Linked DNA regions of Hordeum vulgare: region 2 is linked to region 1. The links are chromatin contacts, called in public Hi-C maps. All regions are on one chromosome and are shown on one strand. The core of a region is the stretch at or near the end of the contact, and the rest is flanking DNA. Distances in the headings are between cores, read along the strand shown. Region 1 holds the start of LOC123449066 (LIM domain-containing protein WLIM2a-like). Region 2 holds the start of LOC123449068.

Region 1 (4,306 bases), core at 1,042-3,541:
TGGCGATGGCAGGAATGTAATTATCTCCAACTTTACAAGGGTAATGGATCATTAGCAATCCATAATCTGATTTTAGCTGGGGAAGAGTAGATTGTGAGTTTTAATAAGCTGTCCATCTAGTTTTATAATCTACACCATAATCTGTTCATATAGTTTTTGTAATCTACACCATAATCTGTTCATATAGTTTTTATAATCTACACCATAATATATCCTGTTTAGAGATAGAATAAATTATAAAAACTGAATTATATAATTCGAGTGGTTCCAAACAGAGCCTTGCTAATGTGGTAGAAATTGTGACCAGACAGGAAAATGGTGCTCATCAACGCAGCTGAAATATTGATGCACTGAGGCACCACAAGAACTCATTATACCAGTACCTGATGCACAGCAATTTCAACAGTTTCTTTCGGAATGACATCAACTCCATGGTTCAACAACGTGATCCAGCTAGCACACAAGGAGATACGAAATTGATAGGTCCTGGTATCCCCGGAGCTTGAACACAGCATACAGCAGGTTACAATCGTAAATAAAGAGCAAGGCTTCCAAACTTCCAGCCTCAAAGCCCACTTTAAAGATGGCAGCATAATCAGGAGGATTCAGCAGCCGCCTGTGCTGTTTGTGCCGCGGCCTGTGCGGTTTGCGCCTCTGCTGCGCGCTTGACCGATGCGCACTTGATCAGATGGTTGTAGCTCCCCTTCTCCTTGAAAAGCTGTGAGAAATGGTGCTTGCAGTAGAGGATGCCTTCCAAAGCCGCGTAATTGGAGGGCGAGAGGGCGCAGCCTCCATGAGAGCATTTGAAGCAGGACTTGTGGTAAGACTTCTCTTCAACTGTCACCTGCAAGATTTAGTTTAACAACTAGGCATGAGTCATCTGCATGTTCTGGAGGCTTTAGGATATGACTGAAAAGGAAATTGATGATTCAAGACGATTATCATGGAAGTCTGCTTGCCTAAAAGGTATACAGATCATTAAACAAAGTAAAGTGAAGGCTATACAGCTATATACCCTTGTGTTCAATCACAAACGGTCAACCGACAGTTTTCACATTCTGAAACTTACGATTCTTTCGTGAAAATGACGAAATTGACTAGAATGTACAATTGTGTTACCTTCTCAAGAGGGTATGCTGTTTTACCACAAGTGGCGCACTTGTCCTGCGTTCCAGAAAACATGCCAGCAGCTTTGCTTGGCGATCTAGTCTGAAAAAGCGCATTCCACATAATAAGGCTAACTGAGCAAAGAGATAAAAGACACATGTACATGCAGCCTATATGGTACAGACCAGCTCAGGAGTCAACTTGTCCGTTGCAGATTTCGCGGCTGAAAGAAGCAAAACCAAGGATCAGGACACATTCGATCAAGGAAATAACAACGTCTGTCATGCTTGCAGATTAGTATTAAATGGAAACCTACGGGATTGTGACTGGAAGCTCTTATTGTAGCTCCCGGTCTCCTTGAACAGCTGCGCGAAATGGGGCTTGCAGTAGGGCACCCCTTCGAACGAGGAGTAGCTGCTAAACTGCCAAACAGCAAAAACAAGATGTCCAGATAGATTGTTATTTCTCTTACTTGTTTTTACCAATCCAGAGAAGGTGAAATGAACAAAGCCATGGTGATCTCCTATGTCCTATCCTAGGCAGGCACACGATTCTGACAGGGAATTCAAGCGCCAGATCCGTGCGGCAGACCAGTCCGCAGATCTGACATCGCATTTCATTCTACAGATCCGTCGACGACCGTTGACATCCACCCGACGATCTTCTTGGTTGTCTCCCGGAAGTAAAAGAAGACGGCCGGCGATGGTAGAAACTAGAAAGATGATAGGAAGGCAAAGAGGGGAGATGACATACGGAGAGGGTGGACTTGCAGTGGTGGCACTTGAAGCAGGCGCGGTGGAAGACGGCGCCGTCGGTGGAGAGCTGGTCCATGGGGTAGACCGTCTTGGTGCACACCTTGCACTTCTGCTGCGTCCCGCTGAACATGGTCGCCGCCGTCGCCGTGGTCTCCCTCTCCCCCGATCTGATCTCTGCCTGCCCCCCTGCGCCCGATGCGACGATGCGACGAACAACCCCACGAGCGCCCCCAATGGCCGCGCTTATATACTCGGCAGAGGACGGACGGACGGATGGATGGAATGAATTATGGCGGTCTCTCGATCGGGCCGGCTCACAGTTGCCGCGGCGGAAAGAAAAAGGGAACGAACGAACGAAGCGAAGGGGGAGGGAAAGGGCGGTGGGATGAGGGTGCGGGGCCCGCCGCGCGCTACAGCAGTGCTCATTAACGAGTACGCAATTGATTAATTATTACAGCCTTCTATAGTAGAGCGTGCTGCTGCTGCTGCGCGCACGAACGTGGCCCCGGCTGGGCGGCTGCCGGGGGGCCCGGAAGCACGCGGGGGCCCGGCTGCCAGTGGGTGTGCGGTTGGTGGCGGCCACGCGGGGACGGAGCTCTTCTGGGTCTCGGTCTGACTGGCGCGAGAAGTGCAGCAGAAGCAACGGCTACGACTGCTGGTATCCGCATCGATGCGGGGGGCCCAGTGGTCAGCCCCTGCGACGGCGAGAGGTGAGAGATATTCTTTGGATATAATTTGTACTAATTGTTGGAGTATTTTTTTTTTCGGGGTAGGAATATGTAGGTGCGGGGAGTATAAAGGGAGGGAGATATTATTGGCTGCCGCAGCGGCGAGCGGTGCGGCCCACGTCGGCCAGCTCTTTCCCTGCTGCCTCGCCGGACCACTCTGCCTGTTTGGTTTTGTTTGCTGGAGGCAGGGAGCGCACTGCGTAAGCATTAACTCTTCTTTCCTGTATTGTTATTGCATGCACGCCTAAACGGAAGAGGCTGGGGCGTGGGGCCGGGCCGTTTAGGTTTGGCGAGTGGGCCGGTGCCAACTGCGCTACTAGCACGCACGGCATCGACGCACTGCCGTGGTCATTTACTATTTGCTCATTTATTTGCTCCTGCGTGGCCTGTCTCTCTGTGCTTATTATACGGGCAGGCTACAGCTCATTTTTGTAACGCCGGGTTCAAGCATGTTTAGGACTTGACTCTTGGAGCATACTGGAATGTGCTCGTGATAACCATCACGTTTGTTCATTGGGCCGGACGGGACGGTAACCCCCCCCCCCCCCCCCCCCCCCCCCAACAAAAAACACGCCCGTACAGCTCATCCAACGAATATATCATTCCGTTCAGCAGTGCTTTGCGTCTTTGCGAGACGATATACCTGCACCCACATGATGATTGGATTTGAAGCGAGCCTCGTCGTCAACCACCGAGTGCGACCAAGGCACCATTATCCTGCCCGGCACCAACCGGAAAACGCAATCAACAACCCCACGGCACGACGCCAACCAAATCACTTCCAAAGCAGCACTGGCCTCCACGCCATCACCATCACCATGCAGCAGAGACATAGTTAGCTCGTGTGGCGCTATCACCAGGTTCAGGCCGGTGGTAATTCTAGCTCCAAATCCACAAATTCCCAAAATGCCCATGACCGTGATGAACGAAACAGCGGTTACAGCATCATAACCGAAGAACAAGAGCTTAATTAGCAGGATCGAAGAATGTAACCATGGAAAGAAAACGGGAATTTATATATGTGCCACGGATGGGCGGTGTGGCTGCCGGTATTCTGTCTGATGCTTAGCCCGGACGTGTCTCATGTGCCCATTTTATATCAGCAGATCATAGTGGTTCTTCCCGCTGTATAATAGCCTCACCGGCACCCGTTTCTTCCCCTCTTTTGAGTCTTTGGTAAACTCCAACCCGTACTCGGCAATTGGGATAAACCCGTTGCCCCGTCCGCGGTACTGTTGCACAAAGGAAGGGCAGATTAAGTTCGAGATGAAGTGAGAAAAAAGGTGACAAGCACCGAGTCAAGCATAATATACAGGGCAAACATGATTGCAGTGAAAAGGATAAAATGGTGCAATAAATCCACACGGTGTTTCCAATTTTGGAGACACGTTGGATTTAAACATCGAAATAATGCAAAAGGAAAGGTATCCACCAATCTTTCAAACAGTTCAATTTGCACTTCGCAGACGTCTTTCCAATTAATTATGCCCGGAATCTGGGATGTTGGGGATTCAGAACTTCGGGCCAAGGAAACAGAAACCAAAATGCAGTTTAGATTTTCAACACCACTCTGAAGGAAACTTTAGGCAGATTGTCTAGTTCCAAACGAACTTTTAGTTTTTGTTATTGAAGTACCAAGAAATCTTGGCTACATATTATCAATTGCTAGTATGTGTGCCTTCTGTTTTCATCAACTTTTATCATAGTACAATGCAA
Region 2 (4,306 bases), core at 1,138-3,637, 160 kb after region 1:
ACAATAAATAATAGCACCGATGCAACACAAAGCATGACATGGAAAGATGCAGGCTAGACATGAGCTAACGCAGCAACATCCGTCATAGACGGGTCGGAAGAATATCTCACGATATTTTCCGGGTCTCGGGCTACTACCGGTTATACTGGAAACGATGGAAAAGTTCCATGTTTGCTATGCTAGGGACGCGTGACAGACGAATGGACCGTGTATCCGGGTTCGTCTTGTTCTGCTGATCAACTTTCATGTTAAAATTAATTTGATCTACCTTACGGATTATTTTATATTAATTTTCAAAGTTTTATTAATTATTTAAGAATTAAAAACAGATTTAATTATTTTAATAAAATCCTATTATGACATCATCGCGATGTCATACTGACATCAACATTTGACTGGTCAACTGACCTGCGGGTCCCGAACGTCATAGGCACAAGTTTTTATTTAAGATTAAATATTATTTAATCAGATTAATTTAGTGGGGGACCCGCGTGTCATACTCTAATTATGTTAATTAATTATTCTAATTAACAGATTAACATATATATTTATTTAACTAATTCATTAACTCATTAATTAATTATTATATCTATTTATTTATTTATTTAATAAAATATTATTTTTATTTTTTTATTTTAACTATCGCGTGGGGCCTCCCTGTCATAGATAGCGGGTGCGTTGGCCCCACCGGTAAGTGACCCTAGGCCATTTACTCATTTCATTAATCACAAATACATAACCATACACATGTCGTATTTCTCCACATGCCTATATACGCAAATACATACGTAAATACAGGTATCAAATACATACATACATACATACATACATACGGAATACAACATTTTTTTTGTTGTTGTTTTGTTTTGTTTTATTTTGTTTTCTTTTTCTTTTATTATTTGTTTCTTTCCTATTTATTTTACTATCTGATTTTTCTTTTTAAATACTTTCTTTTATTATACTTTCTTTTACAATTTATTATACATACTTTTAATTCTCTCTTTCATATACATATTCTTTTAATATTTGTAATAAACTTATAAAGTACTTTTTCTTTTGTTTTCAAATTTTTGGATCCGGACAGACTTGAATCAACGCGGGTCTGAGATGAAAATTCGATGACGTGGCATCATTAGCGGATGATCACTGTAGCTTAATTACAATAATTACTGTTGCAAAAGTCGAGGATGTCACAACGGGATATTTCTAGAACTTTTCGCCCAAGGTGAAAAGTTATTAGTATGATTATATGTAAGTTATCAGGTTAGTTGTGCGTAAGTTATCATCTTAATTACACTAAAGTTCCCGGGGGTATGTTTCAATACTTTTTCACCTTAGATGGTCAAAAAAGTGGTATTTTATTTGAACTTGTAAGATCTTAATATTGAATTCTTGACTTTAATTCTCAGCTTTAGCATGGTTTTTTAGCTATAAAACTACAAGTATGGAAACGGCTAGCATCAAGATTTGCTCCAGCATATTTTTCTCCCAAAAATTATCAGGTATGCGATGTGTGAGTTATCAAGCTATCCACACAAAAATTAATCGATGGTATTTCATCAACGTGCCTCCCTCCACCCAATCGTCAAATTTACCAAGACCGAGGTACATAAGTTGTCAGTGATGTGTGAGTTACCGTGATATTCACATAAAAATTATCGGGGGGAATATCCCATCACCTCTCTTCGTCAAAGTTACCGGGACCGGCCTGCATAAGATATCAGATCACCGATGTGTGAGTTACCATGTTATTCACACCAAAGTCATCGGGGGTTATTTTACAACCCCACCCCCACGCCATAGTTATCAAGACTGGGTTATATAAGTTATCAGGTCTGTGATATGCGAGTTATCCTGATATTCACACAAAAATGATAGGGTGTATCCCCCTGATCATCAAAATTACCCCGGTGTCATCAACTCTAGATGAGTTGGTAAAAAATAGTCTACTTAAGTGCGGAAAAGATTGAACATTGCGTTAACTTTTGTGCAAACATAGAAGAGGAGACAAGTTAAATAGCCTATTTGGTTTCGTTTTGTCAAAAAAAAAACATAGATGAGTTGGTTGGCTAGTTAAGTTACCTTATGAAGGGTACAAGGATCGAATTCTGTTATGTGCACCAATAAAATCACTTCCAAAACAAATCGGTTTTCACACAGGAGAAAAGGAAGGATCGACACGTCGTGTATGAAAAACAACAACCTCGTTTGTTAAATCAAGGCCAACTCACCATCACATGCAATGTGTTTGCTGGCAATTCTTTCCGGCACATGATAATTTTCTCTTTAAACGCGTGTCATTTATACGTAGTTGTTTTGGCATCCACAGAAACGATTTCCCCCCACGCATTTGAGCAGAACGCGCCCGGCTGCGGATAAACCACGGGCAGGCCGCCTATTTGGGCCCCGGTCTCGCCGTCTCCGACGTGACGGCCGAGCTGCTGCGCGTTCCTGGCCTCTCGTCCGTGCATCTTCTCATCTCCTCACAAATATCTCGCTGCCGGGGCAGGCCACCGTCGCGCGCGGCATAATAGCACGGCGCTTTCAGACAGCCTCCTCCGCCACCACCGGCACCGCCCGCGCAATTAACGCCACCGCTAATAACGAGCGCGGCTGCGGCCCAGCAATACCAACACACACCACCGGCAGCATACCGGTCGATCGACTCGACATGTCGTCGAGGCCGAGCAGGAGCGACGCGCACCTGTCCCCGGTGGACGAGGCGGTGAGGGTGGACGAGGTGCGGGGGTACTACGACGGCGCGGCTCCCAAGCGCCACTCCAAGCCCTCCCGCAGCGACCACTCCGCCGTGTACACCGACGCGCTCGCCGGCCCCGGCGTCGACGGCTCCCACCCCGAGCTCGACAAGTTCCAGGACCTCGAAGCCCACTCCGAGGTCCGTCGCACCGTACCGTCTCCTGTTTATCAAGGCCCTACTATTAGAAACTGCATTTGCAAGCAGCTGATGCCGCGGTGCGGGCGGGCGGTTTGTCGTCGCAGAAACTGGTGTGCGAGGGCGGGAAGGCCGGCGAGGAGTTCGTGGAGACGGAGTACTACAAGGACCTCGGCTGTGTCGGCAAGCAGCATCACACGGTCGGTCGCGGCCTTCTTCTTCCTCCTCCTCCCCTGCATCGGTATACTGAATTTTTCTCTGAATTATGTGAGCCGCTGAACTGAATCGGGGCCGAATCCGATGCACGTGGTGCAGACTGGGACGGGCTTCATCAAGGTGGACAGGCCCGCCGGCGGCTCGTTCGAGCTCTCTGAAGACCCGGGTGCGACGGAGCGCCATGCTTCCTCCAAGGGGAACCCCGCCACAAACGACTGGATCCCGTCAGCTGACACGGTAGGAGGACAGAACAGATCCTCTCTCTTTCTCTCTTCTTGCTGACATTCCTGCAGTTCTCGTCGACGATTGACACGCTGTGTGCTTCTTTCAGGTGTACCAGGAGGCGTCAGACAAGCCCAACAGAAGCGACAGCTGAGCCGGGCGATGATCTACAGCCAACATGATCAGATGCGTATGACTTCCGGTTAAATCGGCTATTAAAAAAATAAAGGGCGCGTATTCGTGTATGTCAGCCATTTGTTATTGGGATTCTTGTGAGGTTCTATCTACAGTACTTGTCAAACTCTCAAACTCGTGGGTCGTTTTGGGAACCTGTGTTGTGGATGTGGAACTGAATGAAGTGCAGGACATATACAGTAATAAATCACAAGTCTGTTCACTTCGTATTCGAACTGTCTGTCTCCAAACCAAACAGACGAGAAACAATCGTATTAGCCTTAGAGACACCAATCACAAATTCACAAGAGTCGAAGACACATGGTATTATTTTGCTGTGCTTATAGAGAGACACTCCTCGGTACTCTTAAAATAGTACTCCTAGGCGGAAATTTTATTGATTGATTGATGTTGGCACGGCGCGGACGGCGAAGAGACGGCCGGATCGGTCAGTCGGAGGCGAGGCGCGGCGGGTGGATGCGGAGGCGGGCGAGCTCGGCGTCGATGCGGCCGGTGAGGATGAGGGCGAACATGCGGTAGTCGCAGAGCAAGGACCAGACGGGGTGGCCGAAGGTGGCCGGCCGGTTGCCCTCCACGAAGAAGTGGCTGTACCAGGCCATGCCGTAGCCGAGCACGGGGCAGGCCGCCAGGAGCGCGGCGCGGCCGGTGGCGGCCGCCAGCAGCGCGCACACTAGCGAGGCCAGCGTGCCGGCAAAGTGCCAGCGCCGCGTCGCCGCCTTCGAGTGCTGCCCCAGGTAGAACCCCCAGAACTCCTCCATGCTCCCGAACTCCTTCCCCCGA

What was found. A called contact is a pair of places that touch in the nucleus more often than the background predicts.
Region 2: a contact with region 1 is called in a Hi-C map of leaf, with 6 times the contacts expected there. The contact joins the promoter of LOC123449068 here to the promoter of LOC123449066 in region 1. A contact is called at or near these places in 2 of 6 Hi-C or Micro-C datasets (both in leaf).

The regions. Positions count from the first base shown.
Region 1 is chr4H:484,422,459-484,426,764 of MorexV3_pseudomolecules_assembly, forward strand. LOC123449066 (LIM domain-containing protein WLIM2a-like) reads right to left here and starts at 2,292. Exons shown (of 5, transcript XM_045126150.1): 1 at 1,861-2,292; 2 at 1,424-1,529; 3 at 1,293-1,330; 4 at 1,120-1,209; 5 at 336-844. The coding sequence starts at 1,992. The coding sequence ends at 596. It overlaps LOC123449065 (OVARIAN TUMOR DOMAIN-containing deubiquitinating enzyme 3), which reads right to left. Exons shown (of 8, transcript XM_045126149.1): 8 at 3,539-3,822. The coding sequence ends at 3,685.
Region 2 is chr4H:484,585,502-484,589,807 of MorexV3_pseudomolecules_assembly, forward strand. LOC123449068 reads left to right here and starts at 2,388. Exons shown (of 4, transcript XM_045126152.1): 1 at 2,388-2,896; 2 at 3,001-3,093; 3 at 3,209-3,346; 4 at 3,441-3,735. The coding sequence starts at 2,672. The coding sequence ends at 3,485. LOC123449069 reads right to left here. Exons shown (of 1, transcript XM_045126153.1): 1 at 3,710-4,306. The coding sequence ends at 3,955.